2 separate regions of the Rattus norvegicus genome follow, and region 2 is linked to region 1. A link is a contact called in public Hi-C data. All regions are on one chromosome and are shown on one strand. Each heading gives the region's core, a stretch centred on a gene start, on an enhancer-like site or on the middle of the called end of the contact. The rest is flanking DNA. Distances are from core to core; before and after follow the strand shown.

The links. A called contact is a pair of places that touch in the nucleus more often than the background predicts.
Region 2: a contact with region 1 is called in a Hi-C map of Schwann cells, with 4 times the contacts expected there. The contact joins the promoter of Uaca here to the enhancer-like site in region 1. A contact is called at or near these places in 2 of 12 Hi-C or Micro-C datasets (Schwann cells and psoas muscle).

What each region holds. Positions count from the first base shown.
Region 1 is chr8:70,118,867-70,121,393 of GRCr8, reverse strand. LOC134480063 (a long non-coding RNA gene) reads right to left here. Exons shown (of 2, transcript XR_010054196.1): 1 at 1-2,527. Among named protein-coding and RNA genes, the nearest start is that of Uaca, 35 kb to the left of the region's middle. Within about 2 kb of position 1,268, at least 13 of the 93 cell types and tissues checked have an H3K27ac peak or open chromatin away from gene starts, as enhancers often do.
Region 2 is chr8:70,153,857-70,156,383 of GRCr8, reverse strand. Uaca (uveal autoantigen with coiled-coil domains and ankyrin repeats) reads right to left here and starts at 1,270. Exons shown (of 19, transcript NM_001195564.1): 1 at 1,124-1,270. The coding sequence starts at 1,207.

The DNA of each region.
Region 1 (2,527 bases), core at 19-2,518:
AGATCTTCCCACCTCAATTAACATAATCAAGATACCCCACCCCCCGTAGATATACCCACAGGCTAACTTGATCTAGACTAGTGGTTCTCAATCTGTAGGTTTGTGATCCCTTTGGAAGTCAAACAACCCTTTCACAGAAGTTAGATATCAGATACCCTGTGTGTCAGATATTTACCTTGCACTTTGTAACAGTAACAATTTTAAATTATAATTATGAAGTATCAGTGAAAATAATTATGGTTGGGGGTCACTACTCCACGATGTTGCAGCATTGGGAAGGTTGAGAACAACTGGTCTAGACGATCCTTCACTGAGATTCTTTTTCAGGGTGATTCTAGATTCTGTTAAGCTGACAATTAACAGTGACCATCCCAGAGATTTCTTCAATTCTCAGAATAAGATGCTAAGAACTTGGAAACACTCAGTCCAGTGACCACTGGTCATACATACATACATACATACATACATACATACATACATACAAAAGTTACTCATCCTGTGTCATCTACTTAGTCAGTTGGTCTTGATTTAAACTCAGTTGATGCTTTCACATAGTCTCAGAGGTGATAAAAGATCCAGGAATCTGGGTGAGAGATCAAGCTGTACTAGTTGAGGGAAGAAATACATATTGGCAGAGCAGAGGTGAGAAGGAAGGAGAGGTAGTTTGATGCATTCAAAGAGTCTCAGAGATGATAAAGGAGTCAGGAATTCAGGTGAGAGAGTAAAACCTGGACTCGTTGAGGGGAAAAAATGAGGATTGGTGGAGCAGAGGTGAGAGGGAAGGAGAGGCTGGTTACAGAGAAGAAGGAATTTGAAGATAGAAAATAGACTTAGTGGCTACCTTGTCGGCGGACAATAGAGGAGGAAGAGAGCACAATGGTGCTCACAATTATCAACAACTGAGTATTTATTAGTATCGGAGTTATGATTATCAATAGCTGGCATTGATCATACACTTTCAGAATGCCAGGTATCATTCTAGGTACTTTATGGACAGAACCGCATTACCCCTCACAACCCAGTGAGGTGGGTACTGCCACTGTGACCGTATTTCAGATGAGGAAACGGAGGCAGAGGGACACGAGCAGCTTGTTCTAGGTGAGGCAACTAGTGAGTGGGAAGGGTGGGGTGACTCTTGGGTGTCCAGTTCAGCGCCGAGTGGGTGCCTTCTTTTCAGACACAGGAAGTGAAGGGAGAAGATACACAAAACAGATGTGCAATTTGAGATGCCTGGCCTCACGCTGGGGAGAGCTCAGGAGGGCAGTGTGTGCCTAGGCAGGAGGCCAAAGAGAGCAACTGCACTGGAAATATCAGTTTTGACACCATCAGCTTGGCCATGTAGGGGGCGGAAAACATCGGCCAGGGACAGAATGCCAAGGACAAAGTCAAGGACAGGATCTGGGGAAAATCCCAAGAGCAAAAGAGCCTGTGGATGAAATGGAGCCAGATATATTGTGGAAAGGAGCCGCTGAAAGACTAAGATAGGCACCAGGAGCAAGCGTGTGGTAGCACAGGCTGGGAGGGGGGAAAGGGTCTCTCCAAGTGGACAGTGCTGCCTGTGTCAGAAACACCAAGGGATGGAAATATTGACAAGAGCCATACAGCAGCCACTGAAAGTATACACTTGGGGTCGAATGCCTGGAGGACTCCACCTCCCGGAGCCCCTGGGTCATGGTGTCACACTGGGGCAACCAAATCTCAGTGCTTCATAAACAGGCAGATTCCTGGGGCCTATTCCTGAGACTTATATTTACAAGGTATGGAGCTCCGGCCCAGGAATCTGAATCTTTAACAAGGTAAGGCTCTGAAGATGGTATTTCTTTCCCCCACCTGCCCCAGATTCTGGGTTCTTGTTAAATGATCCGTGCTCTCTGCTTTGGGAGATCAGCGTGTGAGCGGCCAACCTTTCCAGTTCATTCCTTCCCCCAGGGCCTTGCTTCACAGGCTGTAGGAGACAACCATATCCAAAGACAACAATGAGCAAAATCTGTCTCTCTGTCTCTGTCTCTGTCTCTGTCTGTCTGTCTGTTTATCACACACACACACACACACACACACACACACACACACACGGCAGAGAGAGAGAGAGAGTGAGAGAGATAGAGAGAGAGAGAGAGAGAGAGAGAGAAAGAGAGAGAGAGAGAGAGAGAGAGAGAGAGAGAGAGAGAGAGAGAGAGAGAATCACAGAGAAAGCCACTTGCTTCCAAATTAAACACACATCTGCATACCACCTAAATGTACCCACTGTCTTCCAATCCCCAAAGCAAAGCCAGACTGGTCCTGGTTAGGGCTGGGATGGGAGAAAATAAACCCAAGTAAGTGCCTGTAAACACAACCAATCCAGCAAAAAGGTAGGAAAACAGAACGATAAGATGGTTCTAAACCATTAGGGTCAATATAGATGTATTTATTCTTAGCATGTAGGGGACAGAGAGGGGGTGGCTGAGAACTGTAGGGAAAGAACAAGAGCTGGAAACCTGGGACGGAAGCACACGGACCAACCACGAGACCAGAGGTGGAGTCACAC
Region 2 (2,527 bases), core at 21-2,520, 35 kb before region 1:
CCAAATGCTGGGATTACAGACAAGCATCGCCACACCCAGACTCCAAAACATTTTTCCTTTTTTTTTTTTTTTTTTTTTTTTTTTGGTTCTTTTTTTCGGAGCTGGGGACCGAAGCCAGGGCCTTGTGCTTCCTAGGCAAGCGCTCTACCACTGAGCTAAATCCCCAACCCCCCCCCCCTTTTTTTAAGTCTAGTTTCTCCAGTTCCCTTGAAGGCCAACTAAACTACTAGTAAAAGTAATCCTTTAGACAGACACTGATCTGAATTAGTTCAAAACCAGGCACAAATGAATTTGTATCTCATAAAAAGCATATAACCCCTAGCTGAAAGCTGCACAAAATTATAAAGGTCCTTTTTAATTAGGAACATCGGGCAATTTGCACATTCCATTTCCTCTGTATTTGACTCTGAAAGACTTTTAAAATAGAACTTCCTTAATAACAGAATTATGATGAGACGGCCATTCTAACCTGCCAAACTATCCAAGTTCCAACATCTGCAGTCAGGATGTTTCCCAAGATTTCTGTTCTCTCTGCCAATTTACAGAGAAGCCTTACAACTCCACTTCTCTCCGCTCGCACACGGAGGCCAGGCTTCAGCTCGGCACCCATGTTCCGCACCCACCTGCCCCACAGGTGGGATTTACTCTGCCAACAGGACAATCACCTTCCCGACTTCGCCAACTCCAGGGTCAAACACAAGCGGGGCTTTGTCTGTATTCGAGAGATCCCTATTCTTGCCCAGCCTGGCTAAGAACCAGACTTCCCCTGTGACAGTCTCAGCGGAGGACACACAACGTCTCTCCCAACTCTGGCACGCCTGAAAGCCGCGGAGAATGGTGGGTCCGGAGTCCGCACAGGCGGCGCGGGCGGCACCGGGTGGAAGACGGGAGCTACCTGGCCCGGTATCCCGGGCGCCCAGCGCGACCGGACAAGCGAAGAGCGGGATGGCACCACGGGAAGACAGAGAGGGGGTCTCCCGGAGGAAAGGGGTGGGAATAGGGTACTCCGCAAAGGCCAAAGTGAGAAGGGGACGCAGGACTTCTCCGAGAAGTTCTGATCTGCTATGAGAGGCGCAAGAGAGAGGAGAGGATCCCCGAGGTCCCCTCCTCAAGAGCTGCTCACCGAACTGGTCACCGCGGTGGGAGATGTGGGTGACGTGGGACCGGGCGCGTCCTGCCTCCACAGCCGGGACTTGAGGCTCTTCATGGCCGCGGCTCTGAAGGGTCCGGGTCCCCACCAGGTTGCGGGCTGCGAGGGCAAGAGCCGGAGCTGCTGACGCCCGGGCGCGCGCGGGGCCCGCCCCACCTGCCACCTGGGGGCCCCGGGGGCTACGCTCAACCCCGTCCCTCCGGCAGCCAATTGGGCCCGTCGCCTGGCTGGGGTGGGGTCGGTCCAAACCAATCGGAAACCGGGAAGGGGGCGGGACTTCCCTTTTAAACTTCATAACACCCTTCCTCTCCCCTCTGGAGGAAAAGTTGGAGAACTTCAGCTATGAGGGCGTGTAGAGTTGTGCTACTCAGTGAACGGAGGCATAGCGCCGGCTCCTGGCCTGTGGTTCCTGCACACTTGGGTGGTCTAAGGTTAGAAAGATCCAGCCTAGACCTGTTCTTATCTCCCCAGGCTCCACTCTTCTTCCCATACACAAGCCCTTTATAGGTTAAAATTATCTTCCTCTTATCGGGTCCCAGCTTAACCTACATACAAACCAGCTTGCAGGAGCAACTTCCCATCTAGGATCTTCATGAGAAAAAGGACCACAAGTCTTACCGCCACACACATGGGAATCTCTGGGGCCAACAACCTATAAGAAAAGGGAGCTGCATTTTTAGATGGAGAGTTAACACGCTAGGAGTCAGTGTATGCAGTGCTGCGGGAGAGATAGTTTAGCAGTTATGAGCACTGGCTGTTCTTGTGGAGGGTGGTTTTTTCTCAGGACCCACATGGCAGCACACAAATGGCTTTAACCTTCCCCCCAGGGGAGGCGATGCTGTCTTCTGGCCTCCGTGGTTAAGTGTTAGTATACTGCTGTGGAGGGAAAAATGGAACAGAGTGTAGTCAATAAAACTTCACTCGTAACCAAAAGTGAGGGGGAAAAAATGACCAAGAGGGATTGGAAGGAGAAGTTGGGGATATGTATAACTGAAATACATTGTATATAAAATTCTCCAAAAAATGTAAAATATTATATTTTTAAAGTGCCATGTCCTTTTTGTAGACACAACAGGCATAAGTACGCAAGGCATTAGCTCATCTGACACAGAAGTCTGAACCAAGGAAAACTATTTAAGGCTGGGATGAGGACACTTTCTGGCAAACAACAGGAGGCTTCAAAAAATCTTCCTTGTTGTGAGATTTTCCCAAAATGTTAGGTCTCACATAGGATGACATGAAAAGACAAACAGCCTGAACTCACAAAGGCTCCTTTTTGTCTCCAAGGGCAGTTTCTTTCTTCACCTTCCCCTTAGAGTGGATCTAGGCTTGATTGTAAAAGTGAGAAAATTTTCAGAAATCTCCTGAAGATACAGT